Regions from separate parts of the Mus musculus genome. Here region 1 is linked to region 2. A link is a contact called in public promoter capture Hi-C data. All regions are on one chromosome and are shown on one strand. Each heading gives the region's core, a stretch centred on a gene start, on an enhancer-like site or on the middle of the called end of the contact. The rest is flanking DNA. Distances are from core to core; before and after follow the strand shown.

Region 1 (6,150 bases), core at 2,623-5,122, 750 kb before region 2:
GGGTCAGGGAGCTGGTATATAAACAGACAATGGAATAAATCATAGAGCAAGCCAAGCAGGCATCTGAGGGGGCCACAGAGCAGGAATCCATGCTGAGGTACAAACAAGACTAACAACTTGAGGTCAAGGGATGAGAGGGTAAGAGCCCACCTTAGCTGGAGTCATCAAGGAAGAACACTACGGCTTGGCCACGGTGGAAGACTGTGGCAGAGTGGGTGGGTGGTAAAACAAGGATAAACCAGGCAGGGGCTGTCTGCCAGGAGCTGGGCAGCTTCAAGGGATGGTGCTTAGGGAAATAAAGCTACAGAAATCAGGCTGCGAGAGGATGTAGGTGTGGGTGGAGTGGACAGTGGGGAATCACTGACCACTTAGGAGCCTAACATTGCTCCAATTGACTGAGGTGGACCAGTCTCAAGAGTTCAACTCCAGGAAACCTCAGGGCAAGCACGAAAAGTATAACCCAGAACCAGCTTTCTCTGTGAGTAAAGGCATTGCAGCCAAACCTGATGAACTGAATTCAACCCCCAGAACCCCTATGATCGAAGCAGAGCAGTAACTCCCACAAGCTGTCCTCTGGCCTTTTACTCTGTGGCATGTGTGTGTTCCCTGCCACATAAACAAACAAATACAAAAACCAACAACAACCACCAAAAAAAAAAAAAAAAAAAAAAAAAAAAAAAAAAAAAAAAAAACTGTCACAAATCCACAGTCAAGCCTAACCTACTTAGATAGGGCTACCCATCTGTATCCACCAGTGGGTGAAGTTTCACAGAGCCTGACAGCATGACCTTGAGGGTGCTGTCCTCCTAGTGTTCCCTTGAATGTCCGGACAGGGACAGAGTGAGGACCAGCTGCAGGAGAGGCGAGGAGCCATGAATGCTGCTGATTCAGCCAGCAGGCTGCCTGGAGACTCCTGCTGGCCCTGGCCCAGCTGGTGGGTGGGGCATCAGAGAGGAGGAGCTGGAGGAGAGAAGCCCCCCGCCCCCCCCCCAGATTAGCTGTCACCTAATCTTCCTCCAAGGGAATGAGTAAGCACCCTTCTAGCCCCTGCCCCCGGGCCAGCATCCCAAGTATAACCTATGTCAGAAATGCCTGCCTGCCAACCAGCCGCCACACCACTCCTCACCAGTGGCTTACATGCCTCTAATCCTCATCACCAGCAAGAAGAGGAGGCGGGAGCAGGAAAAGAGGGCACACGGCCCAGGCTGCCACCATACTAAGGACGGAGGCTGTCAGGCAGGATATGCAAGTATCTGCCATTTGGTTTGGAAGGCCCTCCAGGCCAGTGAGGCTGTTCAGAACCTCCACACTCATCTGTCCCTAGGATCGTCAAGAACGTGGTATCGGTGGAGACCCTCACCTGTTGAACTTCATGAGAGCAGGGGACAGACAAGATGCAGCAGTAAATTGAAGACTTGAGGATTCCTCTGTGGTCAGGTAGATCCTACCCCCATTCTGCCTTTCCAACAGGGCGCAGTGACCAGTGCCCAACCTAAACAAAGCCTGGTAGATGCTAGCCTTACTATCAAATGCTTTTTTCCTCTGAGTTCCTCAGTTTTGTCTAGGAAAAGTCAAGGTGTTTCAACACTCCCTCTCAGCCTCCAGGGGTGTGATTGGTGTCTTTTACAATTATCTTTTATTTTTATCTGGCATTTCTTAGCTCAGTTGGCAAATTGGACATTTATGCACCTCCATTTCACAGACCATCCCTACCAATTATTACTGTGAAACTAATATTTTATTCAAAAAAGGAGGAGGAGGAGGAGGAGGGGGAGAGGGAAGAGGAGGAGGAGGAGGAGGAAGAGGAAGAAGAAGAAGAAGAAGAAGAAGAAGAAGAAGAAGAAGAAGAAGAAGAAGAAGAAGAAGAGAAAGAAAGGAAGAGAAAGAAAGAAAGAAAGAGAAAGGAAGGAAGGAAGGAAGGAAGGAAGGAAGGAAGGAAGGAAGGAAGGAAGGAAGAGAAACAGAAGGGTGTTATGCCAACTAGTTAACAAGCTACCACTTGGGTCTGGGGTTGCCTCACAGGGGAAAGAAGAAGGCAAGCAGAAGTGAATGGTCCTCAATGTCGGCCCCTTCCAGCACAAAGACTCAGGCTCACACCCACTCACAGACCATCTGATTCAGTGCGGCCCAGCACCCCAGACATGGAAAAGCAGCAGTGGGGTAAGTCTACTGCTGCCTGACACCCGAGAGATGAGAAAAGCTGGGGGTGGGGGGACATGGCTATACCCAGCTCAGAGACTGTCCCAAGGACAAGCGGACAAGGACTTGGTGGTGCCATGGAAGGAGAGGTGTTGGTACCTCCAGCTCATAGCCAGTTCCACGACCCACTAATCCCTTCCATGTGGCTTGGAGTCCCTGCAGGTTCTTCGTCTGTGTCACTCACCCCTCTGTTCCAGAGCTCCAAAGTTCAGGAGACCCTCTGCAGCACACCATGACCACCCAGCAATCTGAGTGCAGGACAAAGTCACCCAGCCACTCTGCCCTGAGTCCCCTGCCTCAGATTGCTGCTGTCCAGGAAAGCCCCATCCTTGCCTCTTTGGAGGGACCGGGCCCCAAAGGGAGCCTGCCCATTGGTTCTTGGCACCTGCAGATCAGTACTTCAGAAAAAGTTGTTCACTTGGACCCTTAAAGCTTACGGGTCTTTGTTTTCGAAACCACTATCCTTCCTCAAATCTATATCCATAAAGGAAGAAGGGGTCTTGGGGTCTAAGGGGACCGGGACAAATCAGTTCAGACATGAAGAAAGGCCAAGAAAAACAAGCAAGGTTTAAGAACTTCACCGTGCACAAGGCCTGAGTGAGCTGGCTTTATTTAAATTCGAATTTAAGTTTGGCCTCTGTCAAGTCACATACAAATAAACAGATATTAAAGAATTAAAAGTCTTCCATAACTGAATTCTAAGTTAAGACTAGTAGGCTTTATTTAAGGCGCCTACAGCCAGGGCAAGCCCTTGCAGAGCCCCACTGGTACCTGCTCCTATCCCTACCGCACTCAGGGGAAGTTCACCCACAGCTTTGGCATATAGAGGCCTGCTGCCCATACTGCTCCCTGTGAAAACAAGGCTTGAAAAAAGCTGGGATCAATGTTCCCCTTCATCCTCCATACCCAAGTCCCCTTGCCGGGCTCTGCCTGCCAAGAGGAAGCAGCCAGGATAAGGGGCATGTCCCCGCCGCATCCCCCCAGAGAATACGGGGTGTGGAATTTTTAACTGAGTTTCTCCCCCGGGCCTCATTATAAAGGGAAAGGGGAGGGAGGGGTACAGATCAAAGACCGGTTGCCTGGAAGCAGCGAACCCAGCAGCGACCCCAAACTCCCGAGTTGCCGCCCAGCATCGGGACTTGGAATCAGTGCCAAGCAGCTCCCCTCTAGACAACCCCCCCCCCAACGCAATAATAGGGGGACCCAGACGAGTGACCATCTCCTCTGGCCACACCAGGTAGCCCCGCGCCGCCGCTTCGCAAGCCCCTGATAACCTAGCGGCCAGCTGATCCCTGCCGCGCCCGGCCGCTGGTCAGTGGCTCGGAGGGTCCGGTGGGTCCGGAGAGAGAGGGGCGCTGGTCCGTAGCACCCCCCGGTCCCAGCGGTGGCCCGCTCTGTCGACGATGCCCCTCTGCCTCTCCAGAGCCCCACAAGGTCCGAAAGGGAGCGCTGGGACCACAGCATCCGCGCCCCCCACTGCGCCCCGGCTCCCCCCACGCGGAACCGGGCAACCCAGGCTGCTGCCGCGGAGACTCTGGCGCCCCGGGCCCCACTTACCTGCGCCCGCGCGGGTTGCGCGATGCGCCGCCGCCCCCGACTGGGTCGGCGAGGCCGAGAGCGGGGCGCCGCAGCAGCTCTTTGTGAGCCCGCGCCGAGCCGCACACCGAGACTGCTAATGAGCCCGGGAAGCTGGATAGCGGCGGGCGCGCCCCGGACGCCGCGCACGACACGCAGGGCCGCCTCTACCGGGCGCACGCGGCGCGGCCCGGGAGCACCCGCACCCGCACCGCCCTATCCGCCGCCACACCGACCGCCCCCGCTCCTCCTGCGCCCGGCCACGCGGGGTGGAAACGCTTTCTAAAGAGACCTTAGGGAATCAAGGGATTCAAGACCGCGCGGCCGCGCAAAGCGCAGACAAAGATGCTTCGGCGCCCAGCGCGGCGCCTCCGGGTGCGGCGCGGGGACAGCGGCGGGGACAGCGGACGAGCCCACCTGGGACCTGGGTCCTTGGGATACGGGCTGAGATAGGCTCCGCGAGTCGCGGTGGCCCCTTGAGGAGCACACAGGTTCCTGGGAGTGAGCTGGGACCGGCCAGTTGGGGAGCCTTAACAGTCTGGTCCTGGGCAGGCAGAACAGGTGAAGGAGATGCTGCCGGTGCCCGCACCCTGCCCCTGACGCCGCGCTGCCCCCTGGCGGGCTCCGGAGAGCGTGCGGCGCTGAGGGGCTGCGGCGACCGCGCCCTGCTCTGCCAGCTCCGCTCTATGCGGAGCCCCGGCCGGCCCGAATCCCTTGACTCTCTAGGGTATTGTGGCCCCAGAAAGCCTTTCCTGAGGGGCAAGCCTTGTCCTGCTTCCCCACAGTCAATCACCAGAAGCCTTCTGGCCACAAGGTCTTCTCACCCGGTCCCTGATAACCACACACAAGGTCTTCTCACCCGGTCCCTGATAACCACCGAGTCTCTGATACCTGTGTTGCCTGGGATGTCCAGAAGGGAGAGGGCCCCAACCTCTAATACCCCCAATGAGAACCAGTTGGCTACCCTCAGTAAGAAACAAACCTCTTGAAATTCTTGAACGTTGGGCTTTATTGTCACCTTTGACCTTTCACTCAGCCCTATGCATTTGTGGCAACTTGCAGGTTTAAGGCACACAGGGTGCTCTGTTTTAGGGAATGGGGGGCTCCACTTCAGCCCCCAAATGCTTCCAATTGGCCTGGTTCTCCCTCTTCCTCTCTCTCTTCCTTCAGTCCTAGCCTGAGATGAAGGCCAGGTGGCAGAAGATCAGAGGAATGTCACCAAAGGAAGAGGAGGGTGAGTGGGGTGAGAAAAGAACTTCCTGATGCCCACAGTGACAGAGGTGACCCCGAGAAGGGCCTGGAGAAAAACTGAATACAGGGGCAGACCTAGTAAGGACCTCCTAGGCCTGGGACCTGTCTGCCTCCCTCTCTTTCACCCTCCATTACCCCACCCCCCACCCCTACCTCACCAGTCAATAGCAGAGCAGCTCTGGCAGCTCAGGGACCAAATAGGTCCACCCTAGAGCCATTCTTCCTCCTCCTAGAGCTGACCATTCCTTCTTGCTTGTTGTCCATCACCTTAAATATTCTATTGACCCCCCTGACAAAAAGTTCAGCTCAGCTCTAAATGCAAAACTGTTCCATTGCACTGACTGCTAAGTGTGAGATCCAGATGTGTCTGTCTGCTCTGCAGGGCACAGGACATTGTGCACACTAGCAAGCACTCCACCTCCCTACCTGGACCTTGCCCAAGTTAAAAAATAAAATGGGCAACTCACAAGAAAGGAAATACAAACGACTTTTAATCTCTTAGCACTTCTATTACCCTTTCAGGGTGTGTGTGTATGAGTGTGTGTGTGTGTGTGTGTGTGTGTGTGTGTGTGTGTGTGTGTGTGTGAGTGTGTGTATGTATGTGAGTGTGTGTGTGTGTGTATGAGTGTGTGTGTATGTGAGTGTGTGTGTGTGTGTATGAGTGTGTGTGTGAGTGTGTGTATGTATGTGAGTGTGTGTGTATGAGTGTGTGTGTGTATATGAGTGTGTGTGAGTGTGTGTATGTATGTGAGTGTGTGTGTGTGTGTATGAGTGTGTGTGTGTATGAGTGTGTGTGTGTGTATGAGTGTGTGTGTGTGTATGAGTGTGTGTGTATGAGTGTGTGTGTATGAGTGTGTGTGTGAGTGTGTGTATGAGTGTGTGTGAGTGTGTGTATGAGTGTGTGTGTGTATGAGTGTGTGTGTGTGTGTGTGTGTATGAGTGTGTGTGTATGAGTGTGTGTGTATGAGTGTGTGTGTGTGAGTGTGTGTATGTATTGAGTGTGTATGTATGTGAGTGTGTGTGTGTATGAGTGTGTGTGTGTGTGTGTGTGTGTGTGTGTGTGTGTGTAGGTCATTACAACTTTCAGGAGTTGGTTCTCTCCTTCCACCATGTGATCCTGGGGAT
Region 2 (6,079 bases), core at 1,959-4,458:
GTGTAAAGGCAGAGGGCAGCAAGGAAGACAGCATCTCTCCCACACAGATGGATCACCTACTTATTCCAAGCAGGGGCTATGCACCTTGCCCTAAACCCCGTTCTTCATCTTGGACCACCACTCCCTTTATCCAGCTATGACATGCTACTTCAGGAGTTCCCTTCTCTAACTACAAATGGAATGCTAAGCTGAAAAGGATGCTGGAAATGGCTTCCAGTGAGGATGTGGGGTCTTGTGGGATGGCACTAGTGAAGGAATGCCATGGACAATAACCTGGACGACACTACCTGGGGGCAGCCAGTGAGGGCGAGACCATGCAGAGCATGGCTAGGCCAATCTCTGGGATAGGTGGCAAGCCTGAGAAGGCTATGAGAGGAGGTCATGCTGGGTAGGCAGCTGCCATAAGTTCTCCAAAGAGGGACCTTCCTGTGAGGAGAGTCATTGGAAAGACAGCATCTCTCCAGCCTGCATCTGGGTGTGTCAGGAACTAGTACATGCCTGGGCAGGCCTTTTCTGGTCTTTAGAAGAGAAGGGAGAAGCCATTGCTCCTCACTTTATTCTTTTCCTCTGCTCAAGCAGGTTCCAGAAGGATGAGCTGCTGTGGCTAGGTCAGTAGAAGCAAGGCTGGCAGACCTGTGCTGACCACCACCCAGGCAGAAATCCCTCCTTTCACTTGAGTTTGGAGAGAGTTGAGTTTTAGGTTGGCTTGCCGGGGATGGTAAAGAGTGTCAGCTTCAAGGTTGAAACAGGGAAAGGGGCCCCAGTAAGAGAGGGGCCTTGGCTGTGTGCCCTTTAGCAGTGGGGTTGTCTGCTGAGCTTTGTACTTGATATGGAGGTCACCAAGGTCTGGCCATGCATCCTGCTCTTTGTAGGGAAAAGATGTGCTCAGCTGGAAGGTACTGATTATGGATCTAGGGCTGCTGCCATTGCATACCACGTAGGTGCTACAGAGCATCATCCTGGGGCACAGTGGCACCTTCCAGCATGAGAGAGGCAAGATTCTGTCACTGACTGGCTGTCTCTTGTGCCCCAAGAACATGGCGAATCAGAGCCACGTGGGGGCGCCCTACTTGGATGATGTCCAGGCGAAGCGGAAGTGAGCAATCAGAACAGTGGGGCAGGAGCCATTCAGCGGGATGTCTCCTTTCAGTACTTTGAATCCGCTGGATACATAAGTAAACGGATGTCAGGGAGGACCAATTATTTGCAAGCAATTTTCACAAATCCCTTCCCTTGGGAGTTCCCTCCCAAGATTATGAAAACATCAGTCACAAACTTAAAAAGAATCTCTCAGCATCTGCAAGCAGGGGCAACCCCCATCCCACCCCCGGGATGGGTCCGCGTCTCTCCGCCTTCTGCTAGCTCCACCGGAGGCCACCTCCGCCTCAGGGAGGGGAAGGGCGCGCGCTGAGGACTAGCGCTGTTGGTTCCCTAGATTTTCTAAGGATCCACACACAGTTATAATTAATTCCGCTCTGCCGCGGCACATTTTGTTCCGATCTCTGCAGAGATAGTTTTGTGTTTTGACTTGCCTACGGTTTGCTTTGTGAGTGGGTGTGTTTATTCTTCTCCTGCTGTGTAAAATAAGAGGTGGAGGGGGGTGGGGGAGAGGGAGGGCCCCTAATACGCGCCCGCCTCCCACCGGGAGGAAGTGTTTGGACTAGGAATCAGTAGCTGGGTCCGGTTCTGGGGCATGAAGGTGTGGGACCTCCCCAAGGCGTGGAGCCGAGCGCTGCGCTGCGTGGAGACTTTGGGGAGGCACAGCATTGCCCGCACCGCACAGAGCGGCTGCTGCCCGGTCACTGGGTGGGGCTTCGTGCACTCGAGGCTCACCCGGGTCTCGGAGGGGATGCGGATCCACGTCACATTCATGTAGCTGTGTAGAAGGTTCAGCTTGGCTTCTAGGGACAGGATGAGGCTGACAAAAGAACACCCAGTGAGAAGCTCCGGAGGTGGCAGGAGCTCACTCGCCTGCGCGTGCAATCCTCTCCCTGCCCTTTAGTCCCCCAAATCCCAACAGGAGTCCTGTCACCACCACTCTCCCGCAGGGTGTTGGGGTCCGGACTGGACTGCGGGGCAGGTCTTACTTGGCTAACCGGGCATTGTCGTTGTCATCTTTCCCCCATTCCCAGTCCTTTCCCGGGTCCACAGCAAAGTGCAAGGGCAGCAGCTTGTGTTCCGAATCCGTCAGAGGGATCACAGCTGAAACAGAAGAGAGAGGCATGGTGACAGGCACCTCATCTGCCTGCCAGGAGGCTGGAGGCACCAGCAGAGTTCAGAGCTCAGAAATTCAAAAATAGCTGTCCCAGGGCAGGTAACCTAATGGAGACAGAAGGTAGACTCAGAACTTGCATACCACGAATGTTAAGACTATAGGTTTCAAACTTGTTTCTATTATGTAGGCGAAGAGCAAGCAGGTGGAGGCATCACCTGGACTGACAGGGTCTCTTTCTGTTAGAGGGCAGGCATCTCTCTGCTGTCAGGATGAGAAAAAGCTATGGGTGCTTTTGCTATTTCCGAAGAAAAACCCAGATGGGTGTGGTGAACCACGGAAGGCCACTTTTGGATGACCTGCTCCTTGCCTCCATTTCATCTCAGAGAAGGGCAGAATTTGCAAGTTGGGAGAGGTGTGAGCTGAGCTCTGCTGAGGCAAGACTGGAGGTGGGGGCTGCACCCCCCGCCCCCACCAGGGAGCTCATCTGCATAGGACCAGGCAGCAGGCTCCTACAGAAAGCATCTAGTGACAAGTCCAGGAGAGGCAGTGTTGGCCTACAGCCCCTTTAAAAGGGGAGCAGAGAGGGAGCCTTCTGTGGCGGTGGTGATTAGGTGGGGGAGTCTGGCCTGTTACTTCTCAGAGGAGCTGGTTCACCACAAAGCATCTGGACAGAGGCACACCAGCCACCGAGACCAGTATGGGTGGGGTCAGTATCTACCTACAGGTGTACTGAGATCTGATGAGTTCCCGAGGGATCCCTGCTCCTAGCAAATGGAATCCTTAATGTCACATCTGCTTTCTCCTCAGGGTGTTGTCAGGGGTAGTGAACAGGAAGAAGTGTGGAGATGGTTTCCAAATTCCACCTTCCTAATGAGTACCAGTCTCCTTTCTGTCACTTCGCTCAGGATGCCCCACCCCTCTGGAGTCTCACCACCGCAGAGAAGCCCAGCTCAGGGCCCCTGGCAGCTGCTTTGTTCCTTTGCTTGCCCGTAGCCTATGATTCATACTAGCAGTGCCATGGCAAGAACAAAAAGGCAAACAAAACACAGAAAATCCAGGAGCCAATACTGCAAAGTTGAGAAATTAGATGCGACTCAATGCTGCCCTCTAGTGTTTCTAAAGAGACTGTGAGTGCAAACTGCTTCTCCCCCCCCACCCCACCCCCTTTCTTCCCACCTAAACAGATGAAAGGCAGTTTTGTGGATCACCAGCCAGTTTAGGGGTTTTCCTTGTGTGTGGCCAGCCATGGAGCAGTGTAGGTAAGGTCTGACGGGGGAGGGGACTGGGACATCTCATTCTGCTTTGATGTGGCTTTCGTTTCCAGGGCTGAGCTCAGCCTGTCTTGTAGGTCAGCAAACACACATTGAGGCTTTGGTGTGGCTTCCTACCGGTGGCTGGGGGACAGCAGAGGTGATCCTTAGGGACACTGCATCCCAGACTCACTAGAATTGTGTCCCCTAGGGATCTGTACTTCATACAGAGGGCCAACGCAAGGGTCCTGAATCAGGATGGAGGGCTACGTTGTAAATAAGCTTCCCTGTGGATCTTCAAATCAAGGTGTTTTGGAAAAGATTGTTATAGAGGATAATAACTTGTCAGAAATAATTCCTGTGGGTATAATTTGGGTGTTCTGGGTCAGGCTGTCTACCCCTTCATGGGCCAGCTGTGACTATACTTTCCATCCTCTTAGCAAGGGGGTGTGGTGGGGAGTGGTTTGCTTAGCTGAATGCACAGGCTGTGAGCAAAGTAATATGGTCAGTTCTGGGCAATATGGCCAGGCTTAGGGGACGTTTCCCTCTCTGCCCATGTCTCCTACACAGACAATGCAAGTATATGACGTCAGGAGCAGGCTCTTGAACCTCATTGGGAGAAGAACTGTCTGCTAACCAGAACTCCAGCATAGGCTTTGTTGACTTGGGAGCCCAACCTGAGCCACTATGATTTTGTCTGGTTTCTGATAAATTACCTAAACCAGGACGTCCCAGCTTTCTTACCTTACGGCTACAGCGTGCCTGGGGATTCTTACCCTCAGCAGATAGCCTGGACTGGGTTCCTGGTCTGTCTACTCTGAGAAGACAACTGAAATACATCTGAAGATTCTAGTGCTGGCTACCTAGAAAGAGTCTGACAGTCTGTCAACTCTCCTGTCCTGGGGTGAAGACTACGTCCTAAGTGAGGGGCTGGAGACATACAGCTCACACCTGATCTTTCGAGTATGAGCTGCTGCCTGTTTGAAGGCTGAGGGGAGGTGCAGCCAAGGGCATCTCAAAAACAGGCTGTCCTCATGAGCATCAATTGCACTTCATGTTTGTCCCATTGTACATGGAAAAACATCTGCTTTACCCAGGCAAACAAATGGCGGCATCATAGAGCACCCCCTGGTGGCAAATGTCAATAACAGCAACAGCTTTCAAAATGGGCCTTAGAGGATTTACTCTTCGGTTTGCTTTGGAAAGAACTCTCTCTTACATTTAGCCTGTAAGCCTACTACAGCATCTCTAACTGGCCCATGAAGATTTGGAGTTTTCATTCTATGAAACACAATGGATATTTCTGCTTGAGGTTACCATTACAATGAGAAAGCTACAGATTCTCAGCGTGTCTTTAGCCTACCCCTGAGTGGATGGCTCAGCCAGTCTAAGTGACTCAAATTTGAAGGAAAGAAAAATGCCTCTGAGGGAAGGTGGAGACAACCTGGAGGGGTTGACTTGACCCCAGTACGAAGAACTCAGCTAGATGTGTTATATGCATGAAAGAAGAATGCAAGCCAGTGAAGTTATGCAGGCTCTTCCTCTAGAAAAGAGAAATAAGAAACCAGTTGGCTCTTACAGGCTCCCATCTATAGGACTGAGCATGGTGTTCACAAAAAGGATGGGTGAGGGGCTAGAGGAATGTCTCAGTTGGTAAACTCTCCTCCTTGAAAACATGAGTTTCAAAACCCAGCACCTATTAAAGGCTAGGTGCAAAAATTCATACTTGTAATCTCAGGGCTGGGGAGCTTGAGATAGGAGGAGCTGGGGCTCGCTGGACAGCCAGTTGAGCTACATCAGCAATAGACCATGTCTCAAAATAAAAGGCACAAAGGGACTGAGGAAGACACAATATTGACCTTTGGCTCCCATAAGCATGAGAACATGGGTGCACCCTCCACCTCCCCCAGCCCCACAGAAGATGGGCAAACATCCCAAGGTGTGTTCTCTGCAGAGCTTGCGCTCTCCTCTCCACCAAGGAGCAGGAGCACAAGTTGCAGAGCTCAGGTCCACAAACTCGGGGTACAGTTAGGACAGTGTTCTGTGCTACCAGGAGGGGGTGACCTGCCTTGTGTGTCCTGACAGCTTTCAACATGCACACTAAAGAAAAAAAAAGTGTGCCTGTTTCCAGGAACGAAGTGATTTCCCCAGTCTTCTCTGCTTAGAAAAATGACTGACTTTCAGCAAAACAAAACAAAACAAAACAACCTTTGAGGAAGGAGGAAAGAAACCCACATTCTAATGTGTTGAGAAGACTCTAACACTGGTGTGCAGGCGTGAAGTTGTTCTCTTTTGTTTGAGAAAGCATGACTCCTGCATGCCATGGAGCTATTTAATAGATAATTTGAGAATAGAAGTTTTTCTTTCGTCTTTAAAGACACCACTTCATTATCTTTCACCTTACCTGGTTTATGAAAATCATTATGGTACCAGAGACAATGCTAAAGGGCCCAATTCTCTAAAAAGACACAACACTATGGTATGTATGCTCACGTCTCATATCACGTCAGTGTTAGAGCAAGTGCAGCCCACTCCACTTTATTTGCATCAGAATACCAGTGGGTGCCAACTTAGACACAACTGAGGTGTTGCAGCTATTGGGGACTGAATGTAT

The links. Promoter capture Hi-C pulls out the DNA fragments that hold promoters and counts their contacts.
Region 1: a promoter capture Hi-C map of hippocampal neurons shows a contact between it and region 2, with 4 times the contacts expected there. The contact joins the promoter of Apba2 here to the enhancer-like site in region 2. A contact is called at or near these places in 3 of 39 promoter capture datasets (hippocampal neurons, liver and stem cell-derived epiblast-like cells), 2 of 484 Hi-C or Micro-C datasets (both in embryonic stem cells) and 4 of 115 datasets of contacts at active chromatin or transcription factors (astrocytes, craniofacial prominence, embryonic forebrain and 1 more).

Annotation. Positions count from the first base shown.
Region 1 is chr7:64,499,860-64,506,009 of GRCm38.p6, reverse strand. It overlaps Apba2 (amyloid beta (A4) precursor protein-binding, family A, member 2), which reads right to left and starts at 3,872. Exons shown (of 15, transcript NM_001291166.1): 1 at 3,757-3,872.
Region 2 is chr7:63,750,755-63,756,833 of GRCm38.p6, reverse strand. Otud7a (OTU domain containing 7A) reads right to left here. Exons shown (of 14, transcript NM_130880.1): 12 at 2,088-2,202; 13 at 1,834-1,918. Among named protein-coding and RNA genes, the nearest start is that of Gm39023, 99 kb to the left of the region's middle. Within about 2 kb of position 3,208, at least 103 of the 459 cell types and tissues checked have an H3K27ac peak or open chromatin away from gene starts, as enhancers often do. A contact at or near this core is called in hippocampal neurons, where this site is marked.